Regions from separate parts of the Mus musculus genome. Here region 2 is linked to region 1. The links are chromatin contacts, called in public promoter capture Hi-C maps. All regions are on one chromosome and are shown on one strand. Each heading gives the region's core, a stretch centred on a gene start, on an enhancer-like site or on the middle of the called end of the contact. The rest is flanking DNA. Distances are from core to core; before and after follow the strand shown. Region 1 has its middle 44 kb from the start of Cd36. Region 2 holds the start of Gnat3 (guanine nucleotide binding protein, alpha transducing 3).

Region 1 (6,560 bases), core at 3,479-5,978:
TGTTTGGTTTCCACAACCTCAAGCACAGGATACTTCCATGCTCATTTTCAAAGGAGATGCTGAAGTTAGAGAATTTATTTGTGGTCATGAAACAATTGTGCTGCAGAAATACCATTTAAGTTCAAATACAGCCCAATACCACATATATGCAAGTTTTACCTTTGAAAATAGCCATTGGGGAAACATCATGAATTTTTATAAAGCAATTTTGTAAAGCTTTTAGAAAGAGAGTTATAAAAAAAGGAATGAAAATGTTCAATTTCACATTAAGAAGGAAGAAATCTCTGAAGGAACAAGCACCAGAATTCAAAGAAAAGAAAATAGTTTTAAAAGATACTGGGTTTGATGAGGGGAGGTAGGCTAAAATAATGAACTTGTTTCAATTCGTGAGCACACATTTTCTAGTACCACAAAAGGAAGAAAAGATATTAGGGGCGGAATGTGTCATTTCAGAAGCAGGAAGGGAGTGACACATTTGGAAAACTGACAAGAAGCTAGCATATTGGGTGCTGACCAGAACTTTGTGTGCCTTGTGCAATATTCTAAGGAGTTTGACCTTTATGCTGAGAGCAGAATGACACTATTAAGTAATTCTAAGTAAAGAATGTTAAACAGGATACGAATTTGTAACTGAAGGGGATATGAAAAGGAGAAAATAGGGAAGATTATTCACCCAGAAGTATTAATACAATAACACCAAAACCACATAAAGGTCCTGAACTGACATGTGTAGGCAGTTCTAGAAAAGTACGTCGTGCCTAGTCTAGACGGAGTGTGGATTACCTGGGAATGTGCTTGACGTTCAATGTGACAACAGAAAGAGCTGAAAAAGCAAAAAGCAAACTTCAAACACCATTATCATACATGAGACACATGCTTTTCCTAACTGCTTCTGAGGATACTTTGAGACATAACAGGCAGGGTAGAGAAAAAAGAGGCAGTGGAAACCAGATAAGAAATCAAGCAACAGTCTCAGTAAAGGCAGATGATAAACCACTAAAGGTCAAAACAGCGATCTTAGTACTTACTGTACACCAGCAGCTCTGCTTGTTGGCGGAGCAGTTCTGAATGGCAGCGGAGATAATAAAAGGTGACTTTAAGGCTTCAGTTAGTGTTATGACATGAATAGAACCCTAATTCTTCCATTTTCTCAGTTTGTATAACAGTGATATATTTAGCTACAAAAAGCTTAACTTCAGTGTGTTGTAGAATAGTAGTTTAGTGTCTCAAATATAACTTAATATAAATATAAGGTCAAGTGGGGGGTCTTGAGTGGAAGATAGAAGAGGTAAGAGTTGGGAGAAAAAGTCAAGAGACAAAGTGCCTTCCCAAGGCCAGAGACCAATAAGCAAGGGATATCCACCATTCTTTTTTACATCATCTGGGATCTGGAAACAGATTCAAACCTCTACAACCTCTCAAAGGGGAAGCAGTGAATGATATTACATAGACTTCTGGCTTCATAGCAAGTGTTTAGACCATCTTATTAGAGAAAGGGTATACAATACAAAAATGTATCATGATTATTTAAGTATATAGGATGAAAGAGGGAGAGATATAGGAGAATGAAAGCAGCCAAACAAAGTGCAAGACAAGGAGATTCTCCAGGAAATGACCAGGCCAAATTTACAGTTGAAAACTTCTATAATGATTGAAGGAAAAAGCTGTTAAGACACTGGCGAAATGAAGAGTAGACATAAGCAAAGAAATTTACATAGTTATGTTAATATATTTAAGGTATTTAAAAACTCAACCATAGAGTTAATTGCATAAAGAAAATTTGTATTTTTTTTCCAGTTCAAGTGACTCTCTATTGCAAAACTAGGCATACAGAATAGCCTTTGACCACCAGGAAAGTTTGCATTTTTCATTGTAATAACATTGCAGACAACAATGTTAATCAGTAGATGTATACAAATAATAATAACCATATGTAAATCTGATGCTGAAGAAAAGGACTCGAAGAGTAATATGTCCCCAAATCACTAATACAACTTTATGTTTATTTGTAATGCACATTTTATATTGCTACTAACAAAATATCAACTCAATGGTCAACACATGATTCGTTAGTTTAATATTGTAACAATCAGAGTAAAGCATTAAAAGGGCAATTATGGGTTGTATTGGATATAAATAAACCTATGGCCTGAGCAGCTTTAATATTTCAAAGTATTTATTCTATACATGGCATGCCCAAAACATGTGCACGCATGAGCACACGCACACATATGAGACTCTAGGAGGAGTTATAAGGTTTATTTATATAATTATGGAAATGTGTGTGAGACAATAAAGATAACCAAAAAGAAAGCATGAATTTGAGAGAGCATTAAAGGCGGAAGGAGAACTTAGAGAAAGAGGAAATGAGGGGCACAGGAAAGAGGAAAGGGAAAGAGGAAAGGGAAAGAGGAAAGGATGCAATCACATTTTAATTTTTTGAAGTTATAATAAAAATGTAATATTTTAAGATCACAACACAGTATTGTATTCAATAAATGGTTATTTTAGGTTTTATGAAATAGTCATATGTCTGACTTGAAAGCAGCAACAATGAACATCCACCCTGGGAGAGGATAGTCCTTGAATAGAAAGAATGAACATTTTATTTGTTTAGATGTCATCATCAAAAAAAAAAAGGCAAACTGTGAAGTTTAATCAAAATAGCTTTTGATAGAATACAAAAGGTTGATCATCTTTCATGCCTCTTAACAATCACACTCGTAGCAAAACAACGACATTTTCTATTGAAATATCCAGTGTGTTTTCTCTATCTTATGAGCTAGAGAGGAAATTACAAGAGGAACTTTCTTAGAATCTTATTCCAAACTTGTGTAGAAATGGTGTTTTTTATACAGCCTTTATAATGTAAGTTTGCAGGGTGTTGTGGAAAACAGCCAACTCGTGAGAGCTGACCTAGTCCTACCAATAGACACTGTTTGGCATTCATAACTAGGCTTTCATGTTCTTCTTTAGATAATACCTCTCTGAGATCATAATGAATAAATACTAAAGAAAACCACTCTATAATCATATGTGAACACAGGGAAATTATGAACATCTAAGCCACAGAAACCACGACTTTTTCCACACACTGTGACAACTGCTTCCTTGTCAATTACATCTTTAGCATCATTCTAGTCTCTCCTCTGCCTAGAGAGATTAAAATTGTCTTATCTCACCATCAACTTCAGCTCCCCAACTTTATATTCCTTCCCTAATTTACCAACTGTAATTAAATTCCATCCAATTTTTTAAAAATTTTAGAGTTTCTGTTATTGTTTGGATGTTAATGGAACCAAAAATTCCATATGCTGAAAACATTGTCTTATGAATCAGTGTTCCAACTGGGACAACTGAGAGCTGTTTAAGACATGAAGGCCATAAATTCATGAATGGATTAGTCCATTCATGCATTCATAATTCAAAGGGATATTATAAAGGTATAGAAAATTTAGAAGGCAGAATTAGTAAAAAGCAGGGAACTGGTTTCCTTTGCCCCTTTTCCTATGCTCTTTCTCTCCACATTTGCTCTAGCAAATTAACTTTGTTAAAATTCACTTTACATCCTGATTGAGAACCCCATTTCTCCTCTCTTCCTAGTCCCATGCTTACAAATTCTTCCCCTTTCCCGCCCCTTTGGGTACCACCCCATGCTGCTCTGCTATAATGCTCTGATTCACTGCAAGTCCAGAAATAATGGAACTTCTACAGCATCTAATGACATCATTTCCCCTTTAACTTGTTATACTCAGCTATTTCTTTTTTTCAGTGATGGAAAAATTGCTCAACACAAGTGCTTACTGAGTCACTGTCACTTTGACATACTATATGTTACCTCCTTGTAATAATTAACATCTTCAACCACAGATGTTTTCTGGCAGTCAGCAGAGACAGTGTTAATAGGAACCTAAGTATGAGGAACTCCCAATGCTCTGTATGTTTGGAAGCATAACCTTTGAGAATTTTCAAGAAATCTAAATGTACCTTCTAAGAAGGAGAAACTCTGGGCTAAGAGGAAGAGTAGTGTTAAGAAGTCATCGGGAAATCACCAGGAGGTCACTGGGATAGAGGCTACCTACTCAGGAGTCATGCAGCACCTTAGAGCTTTTTCATAGTTCTATTTCAAAAGAAGGCCAGGAACTGTTCATCTATATGAGCAAGATATCACTCAAAGGAAAAACCCTGGCCACAATGTTATGATGTTGTTATTATAGAAATGTCCATCAGAAGAGTATAATATGGTTTGAGAACAAAACATTCTTCTATCTAGTAACAAGCAAACTCATGATTTTTGAATAGCATTTAAAGAAGAAATAGACAGACACAATATAGAGAGGAAGTTAAAATCTTAAATAATCTGTGTCTCAGTAAACAAGGCACAAATTTCTGGGTTTTTTTTAAAGCAACAGTGATAATAATTGTTACATTATAATTATGACAATTATTTTAAAGCAGGCATCAAGAGTGCCAAGTTCAGTACTCCAGTGTCTACTACCGGTTTTTGAGAAATAATATTCTAAGCCTAGCCTGGTTTACTCCACTGTCAGAGCAAGCTGCATTTTTTCACTGCCTTGTGCCCTATATTTGTTTTCCAATCCCTAGTAGCCTGGAAAGATTTAAAATTAACTCAGACTCTGAGCACGGCACTCCCTGTATGATGCATGTCCTTCCCTAATCTTATCTTGCCCTCAACCCTTTGCCTACATAGCAAGCACCTGCTGGCCAGTCATGCCTGCAACCCAAACCATATTCTGATATGTCTCTCCTCACTGTCAGATTAACACCAAGCACACAGACAAAGAGTGTGTCAAACCTGTTTGATCTTATTTGCATTTTCTGGTTCTGAGGCTTTTATCCTGCCTTTTAAGTTGTTTCTGGTATAAATTGGCAGAATATATTTGAACTTTACAGTCCTCACGTTGCTTGGAATTTACTTTTTATTTTCTTTTTCTAAAATAATATTGTTTATTTTTCGTTTAATGTGTATGAGTGTTTTGCCTGTAAATATGCTGCACAGTATGTGTGTGGTGCCCAGGCAGGCCAGAATAGGGCACTGGATCCCCTGAAATTGGAGTAACAAGACAGTTGTGAGCAGCCATGTAGATGCTGGCAATTAAGCCCTGGTCCTCTGGAAGGGCAACCAGTGACTCATCTCTCCAGTCCCTCAACTATTATTTTTTAAAGATACAATTTCCTCTGTTGTTTACACTCAAACTTCATGATGATCTGCCTGTCTCAGCCGTCCCAGTACTGTGGTTACAGAAATTAGAGACCTCATTCACATGATTCTGGACTTTATTTTGGATACAAATAAGCACAAGCCTGGGATCCTCCCCAAGTAGATCACAAGTCATCTGAAGGACATAGTCCTAAACCATTGATTGAGTTAGAATGTGACAGACACTCCCAGGTGTTGAGAGTGAATGCCAGAGAGAGCAGAAGGAGGTGCTGTGGCACAGGTAGTGGAAGGAGCCATGACATACTTGAGGACTGCAGAAGGCAAGCCCAAGTATAGGGTGGAGTGGCGTGGTTTTGGTAAGGTTTTAGTATAATGTATGAATCACTAAGAAAATGGGCTTTAAAAATATCTTGGGCCATGTAATAGCATCTAGTGCTGCAAATTTCCTTCAGTAAATTTTCATTCTATTATATTTAAGTCAAAGAACAGAACAGCCATTGAACAGAACCAGTTGGTGGTAAGACCAGAGTAAGCTGCTAAAGAAACTAGGAAGGAAATGTAGAGCTGACTTAGCACGTGGGTGTAGAAAGGAGATATTGGGAAAGGTTTCAGAAACATGGACAAGTCATGGATCACCATGACAATGAAATTGGTAGCTGGACCATGCACACATTTAGCTAGTTGGGGGAACTATCCCAGGTTTGAGGACTAAGTATCAAAATTAAAGGAGGTACCACTGGCACTGAAGAAAACATTTGGTTAGTACTGTTTGAGTTTTTTGAGTTAGTACATGTTTTCTAGATGAAGAATCCTGACTCAATCTTTTGATCTTTCTGCTTAATCATTTAAAATAGTATTAATATTTAGTACTTTTAATTTAGTGTAAAAATTGTACTTAGGCTGTTAAATTAATTAATACATGAAAGTCACTGGTATAATCATTATATATATATATATATATATATATATATATATATATAAATATATATATATATAAAACAATATTATCTATAATGTATATATATATATATATATATTAACTCACTAATTTTCTAGAATTACCCTATGAAATAGGTACATTTATCACCCAATTTTACAGTACAGGAGCAAAGTCACAAAGAGTTTTACTAACATGCCCAAATTCACAGACCTGGGGACTTTGGAAGATCTCGGCTTACACCTACATAAAATAGTAATAAGAGAATACTTTAACCAATTATTTATAATTATTTTCATTAAATAATAATCAGTTGCATAATTGTTATCATATTCCATTGTGGTTATCCAATGAGGTCAAATAAGCATATTCTACCTATTTATTTACAATGTAAGAATTTATAGAGTATAATTTATATGCAGAGTATAAATTATTGGCTTT
Region 2 (7,416 bases), core at 3,444-5,943, 82 kb after region 1:
GGCGCCTAGATGATCTGGCACATTTATTGATGCTTCCTGCTCAATTTTACTAGTAAATAGCAAAGGCAGCAGTCACGGTATAAAAAGGGTGTGGGAACAGGGACTAGTAACTCTCAGTAATAAAAGTCTTCATCATCTCAACAGATAAGATAGGCTAGAACAAGTATTTAAGTGATGCTTCAAACTCATTTTCCATGGATTATCCATGGACTTTGAACCAAAATTCCCTAACCTCATCAAACTTTATGGTCCTATGTGAATTTGGTTAGTTAACTCATCACTGTTCCCATTTCAAAAGTCTCCCAGATGTCTTCACCACTGGATAAATCTGAAAGAAGTCATGACCCAGTGCTGTTCCAGAGAAGGAAAATCTAGAATAAATAGCACAATCAGGATATGATGAACAATGGTTGTAGGCTTGAGAACAACATAGTACGTTTCCCAAGAAATGAAAGCAATCAGTCTTGGGACAAGCACAGATGTGTGCTAAACACTGAAGCCGGTTACTGGTATAGGAGCCGGGGAAGCTGGAATGCAAACACAGGTGCTTGGCTGTACTGGCTGCCTTTGTGTGTCAACCTGACCCAAGGTAGTCATCAGAGAGGAAGGACCCACAGTTGAGAAATGCCTCCGTGAGATCTAGCTGTATAGAATTTTCTCAACTAGTGATCAATAGAGAAGGGCCCAGCCCATTGTGGGTGGTGTGGTGTCACTCCTGGGTTGATGGTCCTGGGTTCTATAAGAAAACAGGCTGAGCAAACCATAAGGAGCAAGCCAGTAAGCAGCACCCCTCCATGGCCTCTGCATCAGCTCCTGCCTCTAAATTTAAGTCCTGCTTAAATTCTCATTCTGACTTCCTATAATGATAGACATGTAAGCCAAATAAACCCCCCTGCCCCGCCCCTGCCAACTTGCTTTTTGGTCATGGCATTTGGTACAGCAATAAAACTCTAAGACAACTGCCATGAGGAAGAAATTACTCCCCTGGCTGACAAATCCTTGTTCTTGCCTACTCTTGTGCAGAAATTATCCTCACCCATAAGAACCTTCTCATACATAATACTTTCTCCTTACTGTAACCCATATTTCAATGTCTGGTTCTTGGAAAGGATAAATGGTCCCATTTTCTATACTTGTTTGAACACAAGCCCAAAGGATCATCTCAGCTTCAGATCTCCCAGGGATTGCCTGACTTTCCATTGCAACTGCGTTGCAACACAATTTCTTCTTCTAACCATATTTCCTCACTAATTTACCTGATTCTTCCAAAGGAAGCATTCTAATTCAGTTCCTGACAGTATTTTTTTTTTACATTGAAGTGAATTGAAATTGCATGTATAGCTCAATATCATAACATTTGTCTGGCATGAATGTGTCTTTGGACTCAATCCACAAGACAGAGGAAAGGAGAAGGCTACATCATCTTGGTGTTACCCACCTACCTAGGAGGATGAGGCAGGTCGTACAGGGAAGCACACGAGAGAGCACATATACTGATCTGCTTTCTTCATTAAAATATGGACACGGTGGGAAAGAGCCATCTCTAGACCACAAAGGCATTCTTATTTAGAAGAAAAGAAACATGAATGAAAACTAGAAATGGATGTTGAGAAATGCAAGTGATTCAGCCAACTAAAATAGAAAATATGCTTTGAGAACCACTGAGCAATATTTTTGATAGATAGGTGGTAGTGACAAAGTTGTTGATGAAATCTGTAATAGAGAGGGAATTAATTATTAATCTTAGGTATGGGATAATTTAAAATTTGCTATAATCAGGCAGACTGAACAGGGATAGAGCAGTCTTTAATATCAGGAAACGTAAGAAGAAACTGCTGTAACAGTCAAAACTAAAAATCCCCAGGAAACCAGGGAGCTAGTAATATAAATGATATAATATGCTTAGAAAGAAACCTACAATAGAACTTGGGGTAGAAAGAAACACTCTCATAAACAATTAAATATAATCATATCTTCATTCATTAACAGTATATAGGCTAAATAAAGATGAATACCAACTACATCACATACATATTTGTATTGCTTATTACTTAATATAAACAGTGTCATCTCACTGTACCACGTGAAGTACTGACACAGAGAACCAAGTTTTAAGATTGCTTTCTGGAAGCACCAAAAGGCTCGAGCTCTCCAGAGGAAATGCCCTGCTCAGCACTCACTCCCTGGAGTGCACATCTGAGTACCATTATCAAAGGAAGAATGCTTTGTCTGGAGTCCCATGGGGATATACAAGTAGAAAGGTCATTGCTAAGGCAGCAGGGACTCCAAATGTCCAGGGACCCCATGTTTGAAATCAACACCTCTTATGAGATATGAACATAAAATAAAGAACCAAACATCCAATAGTTTGCCTAGATAATTTCTAGCAGAAGATGAGCTACTGTATTCAAGCTCATTTAATAGCTCCAAGGAGAGCCAAGTCAATGACTGTAAAAACCCAGGCAATTAATAATGACAGGAGAAAGAAATACATATACATACATACATACATACATACATATATATATATATATATATATATATATATATATATATATAGTTTGAAATTCAGTAGTAAAAGGCAGATCACCATGGACTTTATGTTCAATAAAATATATAAAATAATGATAAATAAGATTTTTAAATCACCAATTATCTCTGCTAGGAGATTATCCAAAGAATGTAGCCTTAAGCAGCCTGAGAATAATTATTTGTACTACTCAGGTTGTGGTAACTCTGTGAATTAAAGTAGTCAACCTTATCTCACTCAGCCTCAAGCTCGGTTTCTTTCTTGAAATGAGAGACGCCAAAGGAAAGATACCATCACACATTTTGAATGATGTAATGCCTGAAAGGTCATGTTCAATGATTATTCTGAGTAACCACACATGCTGTGTGTGTGTGTGTGTGTGTGTGTGTGTGTTTAGTAATATATCCCATTCTAAATGGCCAGTATATACAGTTCTAACAAGATGGGTTTGGGGATTGTTTCATTTTTCTTGCTTCCAAGAACCAACAAAATTTGTGATTATGACATCTCAAAGACCTAGTTGGCTTTCATTAATAATCTGCTGAGGAAGACTTGGAAAACAAAAACACCAAAACTATCAAAACCACGTATATCCCTGTACAAAAGCAAGGGGTGTATTTATAGGGGGCAAATGACATACTATTTCCTGTCAATCCTTTGCTGGAATGGAACATGCAGGAATGTACATGTACATGTGTGCAATTCAGCCTATGACACATGTCAAAGATGATTTAGTGTACTAAGTCTTTCATTCTGAGGTGGAAGCCTGTCTCCTGGGCTGATCATAAGTAATGTAGCAAGACAGATCTCCTTCCTTTGGGACTAGCTCTTTGCATAGTAAAAGCAATGGCAAATGAGTGGCACAAAGCTTTGCATATGTACCTCTCTGAGTCTTTACTCAGGATGCTTTGACTATGTTTAGTCTTTATCTTCAGCTCAACATATTTAATGTGCAAAAGTAAACAAAGCAGGAATGAGTACTTAGTCTGGTGGCCCATTTCCTTGTTGTATGAATATTCAAAATTCCACCTGCTCAAACTTCACACATGATCTCTGCAAAACAGCAGTGACAGCTTGATTAGATAGTTTTATTCAAGTATTTTATAATTAAATGTACTAAGACACACTACAGTGTAAGACACACTTGCTGTTACAGGCAGATAGCTGTGTTTATAAGAAGAATATTGTTTGACAGTCTACTAAATACCTTTTGCTTCAGATAAACAAACAAAAAAATGTGTAAAAATCTTCTCTTCCCTTGAGGCAGCCAATTTTCAAAAATTTTTAGGATGTTAGTAGGGTAGGTAAAAAATTATGGAACATAGTTGGGTATATTTAGTATTTTGATTATCATCTGATTATCTTTGATATTTTTATATGCTTCCAAAACATTGGTCCTTATTCCGTAAGTATCAACTCAGACTGTGTACCCCCAACACAACAGCTGTTGCTTAATGGCCCTAAAATGTTAAGTGCTGTCCACATTGAACACAGATCAGTGTCCATACAAAGTAGGCCTTCAATTACCAGTGATGGATTGACTTTCACACAGGCAGTAAAAGCTCAATTCATAGTGATTAATCCTATGAGAATAAAAATCCATGTTAAGATACTGGACCTAGAATTTTACATTTATAGCTAAAAAAAAAATGTATAAATATGTAAATCATGTCCTTTGTTGCTATTATTTAAATGTTTTCTAATTTATTGATATATTAAGAGATTCTCAATATTTGTACCAACCTTAGAATAGGCAAAATGGAATTTGAATAGCATCATGCATAATCTTTTTGAGGCTAAGGGGTAATTATGAAGAATCTGAAAAACAAAGTATTTAAAGTTAAAAATGCAAGTGTTTTTGATTAATAGTAAATACAATACCAATAATAAATATTTTCTGTTGGTAAGAAACATTTCACTTGAATTGCCCATCACAGATTTTCTTTAATTTCAAGATTTTGAATGCTTTCCATGTGTTTTGTGCTAAACTCTCAGGCAGGTAAGCATGATTTTGAAGGCGGGCCAGATGTGACCACTTAATTTAAAAGCATAATGAGTTTCCTCTTAAGCTTCCATTGGAGTTGCATGGTTTTTCCTCTTGATCAGGTGACAGATGGACTAGATCCCCTTAGTCAAAGCAGAATTGAGAGCGCAGGGGTAGCTGCTGCCTGTTGTAGCGAGCACCGCTCATATGTCCTATATCTAAACTACAGCTGTGCTCCGTGTTTGAAAAGTTTGAGCAAATCAACTGCCCAGCCACTAACATCAAAAGATGGGAAGTGGAATTAGTTCAGAGAGCAAGGAATCAGCCAGAAGGTCCAAAGAACTGGAGAAGAAGCTTCAGGAGGATGCTGAGCGGGATGCAAGAACTGTGAAGTTACTGCTACTAGGTAATGTGCTTCTCTTTTGCTTTCAGCATCTGATTTTTTCCCCCTTATTTATGACAGACACAGTTGCTTTTCTCAAATTTTAAATTTTTCACTTCCTGGAGGATTAATATAAGGATATGTTTGGAATCCTAAGGGTACTGATTTCACATGAACCCTATATGTATTTCATAATTTATTTTATGCTTCACATTTTTTACATTGTTTAAGAGATAAATATTAGATGCCTCGGTTTATGTCTTTCACAGACTACAGAGTATCATCCCTCAAAGAAGACTCATGCATATTTGTTATTTTGTTGCATTCTATTGTTTACCAAATAACAAGTAAAATACTTAATGACAAGTCATTTTTCAGAAACTGCTTGACACACAGTGGTCACTGGCATAAAACAATAGAATTTGTAACTGCTTGTTGGAGGAACAAGCTGGCAGAGTTGGGCATACTAATTGTTTCTAACTCAGCAACATGAGAGATTTAAGGGAAATTTCACTGTGGACTTCTAGAGAAAGCAGAAAATGTATGATTTAGGGTATTAAAACCCATGATATTTTTAGCACAAAGATATGGTAACATGTATTAGATAAATATATTGTGTACTACAGGAGATGACCCAGTAAGATGCATTGGGTGGATTCAGTCTTCCTTTTCTTGTTTGTTTTTCAGTTTCTTCACAGTCAGGCTATAGGCCAACTAATCAGCCAGTTAGCTTTGGTGTTGAAAGATTAACCTTGTGTTAAAATATTATGTAAATGATTCTCAAAATAAAAAAAAAATTTTAAAAAACCCTCTTAATCAATATAAAAACAAATCCAAGCAAGAACTCTAACTTATTGGCAGCTGTGTATTTACCCTGATATAAGTTATATGCAAAGTAATTCATTATTTCAGGATTGTGGATTTATCATTTTCTAAGTGTTCTTTTGCTTTACTCCCACTACTGTTTCAGCAGCTGCCTGTGGGCTCTGTCTCTTGTTTCTCCATGAAAGGGAGTCTCTCTTTCCTTGCTCTAGTTCTTTGACAAGCCATTCTCATTGTCCTACAAACGTCCACTGCAACACCTGCTATTTGTTTCTTGCCTGTGGATACAACTGATCAACTTCTTCAAGGTCCTGCCTCTTTGACTTCCCCACCCTTGCAGGCTGTACCTCTCTCTCTCTCTCTCTCTCTCTCTCTCTCTCTCTCTCTCTCTCTCTCACACACACACACACACACACACACATACACACACATTAAGTTAATAAAGGTAAGTCTACATGCTGAGATAAATTTCAAGAAGAAATGAAAAATATTTTCAACACACCATTTAGAAATATTTTCTCTTACTTTATAAAAGCACAAATCCTAAGCCAAATCCCTGAAATGGATCAATTACCAGTTACAAGGACGATATTGCTAAACCTCCACAGAGGTATCATGCTTGTGGTTGGTGTGCTGGAGTAACTGACCAACTGCACAGGAGACTGTGCTGGGGAAGAACAGGGTAAAAGAATATGGAGAGGTGACTGAAAATGTGTCAATGAAAATGAAGGCCCCCAAATAGAAAGGTGTAATGGAGAAAATTGAGTTTTCCCAAATTATGAATCAAGAGTTGACCGACTATTATATGCATTGACTTCTATATGCAGAAATGCTAAACACTCTAGAGTCATAACTGTCAGGGCACAATTTGCTATATGTAAAGCTCTGAAATGGAAATAAAAGCATTCCAATTGTTCTTGAACAATTAGCAACTTCATGGGCTTCATTAAGTTGAAAGAGTAACTTTTATTAACAGGGATAAGAAAGAATCATCAGAAGTAATATTATATCTTTCATTTATCCAAGATGATAAGCGTTTTATATATTCATTCTCATGCTACTGTAACAATGCTGAGCTGCTAAGACTTAATTTAATAAAATAAATCAGTCTTCAGTTTTCCCTATTTTGATTTATATTTGAAACATTTGACTGCATTTTCCTTTTGAACTTTGAACTCTAAATTTAATTTCGATGTCAAATTCAAATCAATAAAATCTGTTTTGTTTTCATTTTTAACTAAACTCACATTAGCTACACTGTATTTTTTCATCTTAATCTTGGCTTCATTAAGATATCATACAGTGTGTGACATCAAAGCTTAACCATGATCATGGACAATTCGGAATTTAATCTTGTACTTACAAAACAGAGAAGAAATATACAAAACAAAACTAAACAAAACCTGGTGCGTTCCATCTTGCTTTGATCTTCACTGTCTAGTTAATTTCTAGGTGCCAAAGCATAGAACAGGAAGTTTCCTATTTATCATGCACTGAGTAGCAGAGGTAAGCATTGTGCTAATGAAAATAGGAATCAGTGAATAGAGAGGGCTGCTCCCCTCTACAAGTCCTTTGCCTATGTTGTTTTCTTTCTCTCTCTCTCTCTCTCTCTCTCTCTCTCTCTCTCTCTCTCTCTTAGTTGACAACCAGTTTTTAAATTTAAATATGTTCTTTTCTTGTATAAAATATTCTAATTAC

What was found. Promoter capture Hi-C pulls out the DNA fragments that hold promoters and counts their contacts.
Region 2: a promoter capture Hi-C map of liver shows a contact between it and region 1, with 2.1 times the contacts expected there. The contact joins the promoter of Gnat3 here to the enhancer-like site in region 1. A contact is called at or near these places in 3 of 39 promoter capture datasets (the C10 cell line, liver and macrophages), 1 of 15 datasets of contacts at CTCF or cohesin (the G1E-ER4 cell line), 5 of 484 Hi-C or Micro-C datasets (bone marrow-derived macrophages, cardiomyocytes, embryonic stem cells and 2 more), 1 of 115 datasets of contacts at active chromatin or transcription factors (heart atrium) and 3 of 9 other capture datasets (adipose tissue, embryonic stem cells and liver).

What each region holds. Positions count from the first base shown.
Region 1 is chr5:17,876,318-17,882,877 of GRCm38.p6, forward strand. It overlaps a transcript of Cd36 not described here. Among named protein-coding and RNA genes, the nearest start is that of Cd36, 44 kb to the left of the region's middle. Within about 2 kb of position 4,729, at least 27 of the 459 cell types and tissues checked have an H3K27ac peak or open chromatin away from gene starts, as enhancers often do. A contact at or near this core is called in bone marrow-derived macrophages, cardiomyocytes, heart atrium and 1 more, where this site is marked.
Region 2 is chr5:17,957,877-17,965,292 of GRCm38.p6, forward strand. Gnat3 (guanine nucleotide binding protein, alpha transducing 3) reads left to right here and starts at 4,694. Exons shown (of 8, transcript NM_001081143.1): 1 at 4,694-4,920. The coding sequence starts at 4,803.